Regions from separate parts of the Callithrix jacchus genome. Here region 1 is linked to region 2. The links are chromatin contacts, called in public Hi-C maps. All regions are on one chromosome and are shown on one strand. The core of a region is the stretch at or near the end of the contact, and the rest is flanking DNA. Distances in the headings are between cores, read along the strand shown. Region 1 has its middle 93 kb from the start of PTTG1. Region 2 has its middle 25 kb from the start of PTTG1.

Evidence for each region. A called contact is a pair of places that touch in the nucleus more often than the background predicts.
Region 1: a Hi-C map of skeletal muscle shows a contact between it and region 2, with 7 times the contacts expected there. The contact joins two enhancer-like sites. A contact is called at or near these places in 2 of 3 Hi-C or Micro-C datasets (induced pluripotent stem cells and skeletal muscle).

What each region holds. Positions count from the first base shown.
Region 1 is chr2:23,324,422-23,329,822 of calJac240_pri, forward strand. No RefSeq gene overlaps it. Among named protein-coding and RNA genes, the nearest start is that of PTTG1, 93 kb to the left of the region's middle. Within about 2 kb of position 4,085, at least 4 of the 16 cell types and tissues checked have an H3K27ac peak or open chromatin away from gene starts, as enhancers often do.
Region 2 is chr2:23,256,843-23,262,393 of calJac240_pri, forward strand. No RefSeq gene overlaps it. Among named protein-coding and RNA genes, the nearest start is that of PTTG1, 25 kb to the left of the region's middle. Within about 2 kb of position 2,254, at least 8 of the 16 cell types and tissues checked have an H3K27ac peak or open chromatin away from gene starts, as enhancers often do.

The sequences.
Region 1 (5,401 bases), core at 2,835-5,334, 69 kb after region 2:
TATGTGTGTGGGGGTGCGAGGGGTGTGTGTATGTATGTGTGTGTGTGGTGTATGTGTGGAATGTGAGGGATGTGTATGTATGGTATATGTGTGTGAAAAGTGTATGCGTGTGTGGTGTATGTATGTGTGATGTATGTATGTGTGGGGTTTCAGGATGTGTGTGTGGTGTATTTGTGTGTGGAGTATGATGGATGCGTGTGTGGTGTATGTATGTGTGATGTATATATGTGTGGGGTTTCAGGATGTGTGTGTGGTGTATTTGTGTGTGGAGTATGAGGGATGCATGTGTGGTGTGTGTGAGAGGTGTGTGTGTGGTTTATGTGTGTGTGGAGTGTGTTGGGTATGTGGAGTGTGTGTGGATGTGTGTGGTGTATGTGTGTGTGGGGTGTGTTTTTGCAGGGTGTGTAGGGGGAATATGTATGGGGTGTGTGTGTGTAGGATGTGTATGGTATATGTGTGTGGGGTGTGTGAAATGTGTGTTCACAGGGGGTGTGTGTGGGGATATGTATGGGGTATGTGTGGGGAGTGTGGGGTATATGTGTGTGTATATGTGTGTGTGGGGTGTGTGTATGGGTATGTGTGGGGAGTGTGGGGTATATGTGTGTGTATATGTCTGTGTGAGGTGTATGTATGGGGTATGTGTGGGGAGTGTGGGGCATGTGTGTGTGTGGGGTGTGTGTATGGGGTATGTGTGGGGCATGTGGGGTATATGTGTGTGTATATGTGTGTGTGGGGTGTGTGTATATGGTATGTGTGGGGCGAGGGGGGTGTATGTGTGTATATGTGTGTGGGGTGTGTGATGGGGTATGTATGGGGAGTGTGGGGTATATGTGTGTGTATATGTGTGTGTGGGGTTTGTGTATGGGGTATGTGTGGAGAGTGTGGGGTATATGTGTGTGTATATGTGTTTGTGGTGTGTGTGTATAGGGTATGTGTGAGGCGAGGGGGGTGTATGTGTGTATATGTGTGTCGGGTGTATGTATGGGATATGTGTGGGGAGTGTGGGGTATATGTGTGTGTGGGGTGTGTGTTGGGGTATGTGTGGGGAGTGTGGGGTATATATGTGTGTGTGGGGTGTGCGTATAGGGTATGTGTGGGGAGTGTGGAGTATATGTGTGTGTATGTGTGTGTGGGGTGTGTGTATGGGGTATGTGTGGGGAGTGTGGAGTATATGTGTGTGTGGGGTGTGTGTATGGGGTATGTGTGGGAAGTGTGGGGTACGTGTGTGTATGTGTGTGTGTGTGGTGTGTGTATGGGGTATGTATGGGGAGTGTGGGGTACATGTGTGTGTATGTGTGTGGGGTGTGTATATAGGGTATGTGTGGGGCGAGGGGGGTGTATGTGTGTATATGTGTGTGTGGTGTGTGTATGGGGTATTTGTGGGGAGTGTGGGGTATATGTGTGTATATGTGTGTGGGGCGTGTGTGTATGGAGTATGTGTGGGGAGTGTGGGGTATATGTGTGTGTATATGTGTGTGGGGGTGTGTGTATAGGGTATATGTGGGGCGAGGGGTGTGTATGTGTGTATATGTGTGTGGGGCGTGTGTATGGGGTATGTGTGGGGAGTGTGGGGTATATGTATGTGAGTGTGGGGTGTGTGTATGGGGTATGTATGGGGTGTGTGGGGTATATGTGTGTGGGGGTGTGTGGGGTATATATGTGTGTATATGTTTGTGTGGGGTGTGTGTTGGGGTATGTGTGGGGTGTGGGGGTGTATGTGTGTATATGTGTGTGTGGGGTGTGTGTTGGGGTATGTGTAGGGCGTGGAGGTTGTATGTGTTTATATGTATGTATATAGGATATGTGTGGGGTGTTGGGGGTATATGTGTGTGTATATGTGTGAGTGTGGGGTGTGTGTTGGGGTATGTGTGGGGAGGGTGGGGTATATGTTTGTGTATGTGTGTGTTTCGGGTATGTGTATGGAGTATGTATGGGGCATGTGGGGTGTATGTGTGTGTGTGTGGTGTGGTGGTGTGTTTGTGTGTGTGTGTGTGTAGGGGCAGGTGAGCAAGGATGACTCTGGAGGCTCTGGGGGCAGCAGTGGTGGTGTGGGAGCTGAGCTTGCACTTGGAAAGAGAGGCCACTGGGTCCCAGGCAGCGTGGATGGCAGGCCCAGGCCAGTGGTGTTTCTCTGCTTTCTCAGATCCGGGACCTTGGAGTTCCTGACTCTGTGTGAGAAGGCACAGACAGGAGGCCTGGTGGTAGCCTTCTCACCAGAGAAGACTACTGTCCCTTCTCTTCCTCTGGCTTTTATCTCCTTCCTAAGATGCTGTCATTTCTCTGACGGTCCTGACCTTCCTGGGGAATACTGATGGGGAATCCCAGGGCCCAAGCTGCCCATTGTCAGGCCTGGAGCAAGGACAGGTCCCAGGGGTGCAGGTCACAGGCCCAGGGACCCTGTCTCTTTGGCTTTTCTCTTCTCTCCTGGGGCCTCTGCTCACTCGGTTTCTGGGGAAATGTCAGAGGTGTTCAGCTTCAGTAATTCTGCCACTTTCCCAGCCATGAGGAAAAATCTTTGTGTTGGCTGGGTGCAGTGGCTCATGCCTGTAATCCTAGCACTTTGGGAGGTGGAGGTGGGTCAATCACAATGTGGTCAGGGGTTCAAGACCAGCCTGGCCAACATGGTGAAACCCCATCTCTAAAAAAATTAGCCAGGCATGGTGGCATGTGCCTATAATTCCAGCTTCTGGGGAGGCTGAGGCAGGAGAATTGCTTGAACCCGGGAGGCGGAGGTTGCAGTGAGCCAAGATTGCGGCACTGCACTCCAGCTTGGGTTACAAGGCAAGACTCTGTTTAAAAAAAAAAAAGAGGCCAGGTGCAGTGGCTCAAGCCTGTAATCCCAGCACTTCGGGAGGCTGAGGTGGGCAGATCACGAGGTCAAGAGATCGAGACCATCCTGGCCAACATGGTGAAACCCAGCCTCTACTAAAAATACAAAAAAATTAGCTGGGTGTGGTGGTGCACGCCTGTAGTCCCAGCTACTTGGGAGGCTGAGGCAGGAGAATTGCTTGAACCCGGGAGGTGGAGGTTGCAGTGAGCTGAGATCGTGCCACTGCACTGCAGCCTGGTGCCTCGTGGTGGAGTGAGACTTTGTCTCAAAAAAAGAAAAAAAAAGAAAAAAGAAAAAGAAAAGAAAAATCTTTGTGTTTATTATTATTATTACTATTAGTATTAGTATTTAACATTTAGAAGCTTTTCCCTGGCAAACAGAGAGTGGCCTTGGCTGCCTGCCATCTTGGCCGGGACATAAGGAACAGGGCAGGCCGAGAACACAAGTCCTTTTTGGGGTCTGCTTGGACAACAGTGAAGGCAGTTGAGAAGAGACTGTGTCCTGTTAGAGCTGGTCCCCATGAGCATGTAGGCATCACAGCAGAGTTCTGGGCTCCCCAACTGGTGGTTCCTCCAGCTTCTGCCTCTGGTCTCTCTCTTCCCTGGCCTGGGAATGTGGAAGAGTACAGGGTGAAAGACTTGGTCTGCTGCCGCATTGATTCTCTGAGCTGCCCCCACGGGACCGTGATTCTGGAGCCTGAAACGATTTGAACAACCCCCTGCCAGGCAGCTCCTCACTGGCTGATGTTGGCTTGGATATGTCAGTTGTAGAGAACCCACCACTTCCTGAACCTCTCAATTTCAGTCTTGGACGGTTCTAGAGAGAGGAGCAGAACTGGAATAGGTGGCTAGGGCTTTGTAAATTGATAGCTTCTGGGCTTTGAACCGCAAATTACTCTATCACTTAAAAATCCTTTGGACTCTTGCCCTTTGTATCTCTAGCTCTTCAGGTGTTTTTCTTAGGGACAGATTTCCAGTATCCTGTCTAAAACTTGGGTGAGCTGGACCCATTGTTCGTGGGAAGGGGTGTAAGTGTAGGAGAAATCCATTTGTCATAAGAGAGAATCGGCAGGGGAGGGACAAGGTGACTTCTCAGGTTCTGTTCTTATGCATTTGGGCTCCCACCCTCCCTCATTTTATGAAGAAGCAGGAGAGTCCGTAGTTCTTGGACCTTTTCCTCAGTGCAAGGAAAACAAGTTGAAGTGACAGTGTCCTGGGATGAGCTCAGCAGCTTTCTTCCCTTTCTCACTCAGCCTCTGCCGCTCTCCTCCCCATCACTGCTTCCTGCCTGGGGCGGTACAGCCAACAGCCAGTGCGCCTGAGCCCTGTTATTTAAAATTCAGCCGTCACCATGGCAACCTGCATCCTGCTCCATTTCAACCAGAGATACAAAGAAGCAGTGAAAGGGAAAGTTTAATAATGTTTTCTTTTCTTTTCTTTCTTTCTTTCTTTTTAAAAATGAATCTCACTATCATTTTGGGAAATAGAAATGTTCCATTTTTGTGGCATTATAAAAATGTCATTCATTTTCATGCCCCGTGGCTTCTGGAGGGTCAAAGTCATCATTTGCTTTCTAGGGCTGCTGCTGTCACCCCGTTTCCCCCTTCAGAATGGGTGACAAGTGTTATTTGGCATTTAGGTTTCTTGAAAGGTTTGGGGTTGGACTAACTCTAGAGAGTGTATATGACTTTATTCTCCCTTCCCTTTCCCTGGCATCAAACCTCAGAGTCACGACAAGGTAAAAAAAGGCTAGAAGCGTCTTTAAAGCTCACTGACTCTTGCAGTACCATGGTTGTGTAGGTGTGTGTAGCACCTCTTCCCCGGCATTCTGAGAGTGCTTCCTCATTACTCTCATGGAGCTTAGCCTCTGGGTGGTGTTTCTGTGATTCACGTGGAGCCAAGAATTTCCCCTGACCACTCAGATTGGCGCATGAATGAGTATATGGCCCAAAAGGCACAGCTGAGGTGCAGTTCTGAGTCTGAGAGACAGAGAGAGAGCCCTTTGTTTTCCTGCTGATGGATGAAAGCCTGGAGCTACCAGAGACCCTTACAGAGAAGGAACTTGCCTACAAGTAGAGTGAACACAAAGGGAAGCAGAGCTGATGGATGGAGAAGAGAAGCCAGGCTTGGATGATATAGATTGAGTCAACCCTGAAACCACGGCTTTGCAGTTTCATGAGCAATAGATTACATTTTTTTTTTTTTTAACTTTAAGCCAGTTTCAGTTGAGGTTTCTGATACCAGAAAACCACGACTTTGATGTAACATACCTCAAGCTCCTTCCTTTACAAATGAAAGCATGGAGACCCAGTGCAGGAAGGTAGCATCCAAGGTCACACAGAGAGGCAGCTCTGAAGGTCAGGTCTCTTGAGGTCCTCAAAATCTCTCAACCTACCTGTCCTTCAGTTCTCTGTTTTCATGCAGATTTTGTTACCTTTGCATGGACAAAAGCTGAGCCTATGGATGCTCATGATCAAAAAGTGTAATTACGGTAAAGACCCCTGCTCAACTACTCACCCCAGGGTGATGGTGAGCATTTGCAATGATGTCCAAGGAAAGTGTCTGTCCTCAG
Region 2 (5,551 bases), core at 1,004-3,503:
ATTTTCCCTACCTTCGCTCTGCATGTCTTGCTGCCACCACATGAAGAAGGATGTGTTTGCTTCCCTTTCCTTCATGATTTTGAGTGTCCTGAGGTCTCCCCAGCCCTGAGGAACTGTGAGCCAATTAAACCTCTTTCCTTTATAACCTCTTTCCTTTCCTTTCCTCGGTCTTGGGTATTTCTTCATAGCAGTGTGAGAACAGACTAATACAAATAGATTATGCTCTTTGGTCTTGACATAGAGGCATCTAGGATCATAGCAGAGCCCCTCTTTATTGCTTGAAAGATTCTGTTTTGGGGCCCATCACTACCCTGATGGCTGGCTGCATCTAGAACACAGGAAGAAAGAGTTGCCTTCAAGGACATGCAATTGCCAGGAAAAGAGCAAGAATGTAAAACATAAAGAGGTTGAAATGAGTTTGTGAAGTCACTAAGAACAATGTAGTACAGGTGGAATGAACTCCTTGGAGATGTGACTCTCAGCGGGGAGAGCCCTTTGTTCATTTGCCCTATGGACAGCATATTGTATACCAGTGCTTCAAAGGGTGCCTGGGCATACCAGGGTTCCCCAAGACCTTTTAGGGGTATGCGACATCAAATTCACTTCGAGAATAGTGCCAGGATGTTATTTGCCTTTTTAATTTTAATTCTTTCACAAATATATGGTGGAGTTTTCCAGAAGCTATTCCATATGTGGTATTATAGCAAATGAATAAGCAGATATGAGAAATCAGATGTCTTAAGCCAGTTAGTAGAGATTCTCAGGAATATAAAACAATGTCATGTTAATCATCTAAATGTGGGGGTTTTTTTTTGGTTTAGAAAAATAGTTATTTTTTATAAAGAATTTGTGAATTAATTGGGTTATTATGGTAATGTTTAAATAAATAGATTTTAAATTCCTCAGCTTTAATTTCTAAAACTATAAATATGATAGGTATAATCCTGATAAACAAAAACTCTTTTTCATCCTTAATGATTTTTTAAGACTGTAAAGGAAGCCAGGCAAGGTGGCTTGCATCTGTAATCCCAGCGCTATGGGAGGCTGAAGTGGGAGGATTGCTTGAGCATAGTAAAACACAATTTCGACAAACAACATGACAACAACAACAAAAACTCAGACTGTAAAGGAATCCTGAGATCAGTTTGAGAGCTGCATGTCTCGTGGGTAAGCACCCAGGCTCTGGAGTGAGCATGCTTGGTTCGAATCATGATCTTAGGCAAGTTACTTGACTAGAGACTTAATTTCCTTATCAGTAAACTAGGCTATTTCATACAGTTATTGTGAGCAACACATGAAACAATATATTATTCATTATTTCACAAACAATCATTTCATAAATATTATTTCATCAAGTAATTTATTGAATACTGCATCAATGTATAAAAAACCCTGTGGTTCCTGCTTTGAAGGATGTAAAATGACACAAGCTACAGCTCCTACTGGTAAGTAGTTTTTTGTCAAGGGCAAGATTTCTGGATTTGTAATTAGCACCTTTGGGTTCAATTCCCAGCTCCACCCTTTATTAACTGATCTGACCTTCAGCACATCACTTGTTCTTGGGTAAGGTCAGATCTTAAAGACCATCTTCGATGGTCCACAGAGAAGATGGTAAATTCCCCTTGCATCTTTGAAGCATCATTGCCTCCTGCTTCAGTTTAACAACTGCTTTTGACCTTCCCTTTGAAAATGACACTACATCGCCTTTCCTCCCAAGCTACTGTAACCATGCCACTAGAGGGCACCTCCTGTCTTCTCAGCCAGTCATTCGCAGCTTCCTCTAATTTGGAAATGTTCTTTCAGCTGAGATGAGTGAGTGGTAACTTAAGATTTGATGTCTTTAGGATTTCCTCAGCTTGATGGGTGTGGTAAGTTTTGCCTGAAAATCCTGATCGTTCTCTCTCTCTCTCTTTCTCTCTCTCTCTCTCTCTCTCTCTCGCTCGCTCTCTCTCTCTCTCGTCTGTCTCTCCTGTCTCTCGTCTGTCTCTGTCTCTGTCTCTGTCTGTCTTTCAATAAAACTGGGGTGGAGAGGCTGGTGGAAGGGAGAACGCTATTATCGCCACCACCTGACATTGATTAGTGCTTACTTACTGCCAGATCCGTGCTAAGTGCCTCACACGCATAGACCTTTGGACTCTCAGAGCAATGCCTTGGGGTGTGGGTATGCATGTGCATTCATTATTGTCGGCAGGAAACTTGGGCTATGATTGGTTAAGTAACTTTTGCAACATCCAGCTAGAAGGTACACTGGGTACCACGAAGCGGTCTACATAGGAGCTTGTCCTTCCCTGGCTGTAAGTAAAGCAGGGAGCACCGGGTCTTGCTGCTGTAGGACAGTAGTTCTCACCCTTATCAGACATAAAAGTCCTTTCATGTATGAAGCATTTTGGAACACCTCCTGTACTACCCTGAAGTGATATTCACAGGCAGCGTGTGCCTATGCTTACATGTCCGCTTACAATGCAAAGGAGACGTTTTGGAAAGGCTTGTCTGCCTACACCACAGGACAAAAAGGTGCCAGGCTAATTTCCAAACTGTCCGCTAGGGGGCAGCATACCCCTTTCCCTACTGAAATCTGCTCGCAGTCAGTCCCCCTCCCTGTTGGCCTTGGCTGCTTCCCCTTCCACCGGAATTGCCCTGTTAGACTCCTCCTGAGGTCCCCTGAGCGGTACAGGGGGTTGTGGTGGGGAGTGATGCGATGAAGTCGCAGAGCGTGGGGCTGACCCCCATGTTAGTGTGATAGGTTTCTAGTCACATGCTTTAAAATGTTAGTTTGCTTACTAATTTGCTTACAAAGTGATTATGAAGTAGCATCTTTATTTTCACTAATATTGCTTAAAAATTTGTTGTATTATAGTCAGTGAGTGACCAGTATTCATTTAATATTTTTCTTTAAATCAACTCAATTTTTCTTTAACCTAAATACATGTATTTAAATGGAAACTTTAATGTGTCAATGGAAAACTTGCATCACTTGACATAATTGGAGGGTAGCCAAGAAAAAAGAAGAAAGCAATGGTGCTAAGTTCTTGCTGATACCGATATGGCTTTCCACCAAGGATCCATTCTCTCTCTTAAAAAGTTTCTTAAAGAACATTTAAGGAAAGCTGTTAAAGATATATTATCACTGAACTGAGACTATCCTTAAAGTAATCAGAAAGACTAAAGGAAAAGTGAGAAGGAAATAGTTTTCACATGATGTCAATCAACGATTTTTTTTTTTTTGAGACAGAGTTTCTCTCTTGTTGCTACCCAGGCTGGAGTGCAATGGCGCGATCTCGGCTCACCGCAACCTCCGCCTCCTGGGTTCAGGCAATTCTCCTGCCTCAGCCTCCCGAGTAGCTGGGATTACAGGCACGCGCCACCATGCCCAGCTAATTTTTTGTATTTTTAGTAGAGACGGGGTTTCACCATGTTGACCAGGATGGTTTTGATCTCTCGACCTCGTGATCCACCCGCCTCGGCCTCCCAAAGTGCTGGGATTACAGGCTTGAGCCACCGCGCCCGGCCTCAACTATTTATTTTTATTTTTACATTTCAATAGCTTTTGGGGAACAGGTGGTATTTGGTTGCATGGATAAGGTCTTTAGCGGTGATTTCTGAGATTTTGGTGCACCCTCACTGGAGCAGTGTACACTGTACCCAATGTGCAGTCTTTTATCCCTCACCACCCCACCCTTCCCCTCAGCATCCCCAAAGTCCATTGTGTCATTCTTAGGCCTTTGCATCCTCACAGCTTAGCTCCCACTTATGAGTGAGAACACAGGATGTCTGGTTTTCCATGCCTGAGTTACTTCACTTAGAATCATGGTCTCCAACTTCATCCAGGTTGCTGCAAATACCATTATTTTGTTCCTTTTTATGGCTGAGTACTATTCCATGGGGTATACATACCACATTTTCTTCATCCACTCGTTGGTTGATGGGCATTTAGGTTGGTTCCATATTCTTATAATTGTGAACTGTGATGCTATAAACATGAGTGTGCAAGTGTCTCTTTCATATAATGACTTCCTTTGGCTGGGTACCCAGTAGTGTGATTCCTGGATAGAATGGCAGAACCACTTTTAGGAGCAACACTATTTAAAGTTTTATCTGTCTCCCCCTAAAATCATCTCCTGTATACCAGTGATCACAGTGTCTCCCCCCACGGAGACAGTGGCATGGTGGACAGCTTCCTGGGCTGGAGTCGAGGAACTGCTTTCTAGCTGTGTGCCCTGCACTGGTTGCTTGCCCTCCCTGGACCTCGCAGTCCTTGTCTATGAAACGAAGAGGTTGGAGGAAATAATCTCTGTAATTCTTCAGGATCTAATGGTCTAAGACCATTAGAAGTACTGATACTTATTGGAAGGAGATACAGTCCTTAGCAGGACATCCTCTTTTTTGTATGCCTACAACTTTTGAAGGGGACAGGGAAAACTGCAGATTCTCCAAAATCCCAACTAACACCCCGTCCCTTAGAGGCAATTCAACCTCTCGGAAGAACCAGCCACTTAGACCCTGGAGTCCAAGAAACCTGGGTTTAAATCATTGCTCTGCCTTCTAGTTTTGTAACTTTCAGCAGATCACTGACCCTCTTTGACTTCGGTTTCCTTGTCTATAAAATAGGAACAATAATGCTATTTATCTGTATAGTGATCAAACTATTACATGCATGCTAATTGCTTACCATAGTGTCTGGACCATAATTTATATGTTACTGTGGTAATTCCTAAAGTTTTTCAAAAATGAAACGGACTTCCTGGAAGTAATCCACTGGGGAAGTTATTTGGTGGCCCTGCCCCCAATATATATATATTTTTAAATTTTTTATTGCATTTTAGCTTTTGGGGTACATGTGCAGAACATACAAGACAGTTGCATAGGTACACACATGGCAGTGTGTTTTGCTTCCTTTCTCCCCTTCACCCACATTTGGCATTTCTCCCCAGGCTATCCCTCCCCACCTCCCCCTCCCACTGGCCCTCCCCTTTTCCCCCCAATAGACCCCAGTGTTTAGTACTCCCCTGTGTCCATGTGTTCTCGTTTTTCATCACCCGCCTATGAGTGAGAATATGCGGTGTTTCAATTTCTGTTCTTGTGTCAGTTTGCTGAGAATGATGTTCTCCAGATTCATCCATGTCCCTACAAACGACACAAACTCATCATTTCTGATTGCTGTATAATATTCCATGGTGTATATGTGCCACATTTTCCCAATCCAGTCTATCATCATTGGGCATTTGGGTTGATTCCCGGTCTTTGCTATTGTAAACAGTGCTGCAATGAACATTCGTGTGCATGTGTCCTTATAGTAGAACGATTTATAGTCCTTTGGATATATACTCAGTAATGGGATTGCTGGGTCAAATGGAATTTCTATTTCTAAGGCCTTGAGGAATCGCCACACTGTCTTCCACAATGGTTGAACTAATTTACACTCCCACCAACAGTGTAAAAGTGTTCCTATTTCTCCACATCCTCTCCAGCATCTGTTGTCTCCAGATTTTTTAATGATCGCCATTCTAACTGGCATGAGGTGGTATCTCAATGTGGTTTTGATTTGCATCTC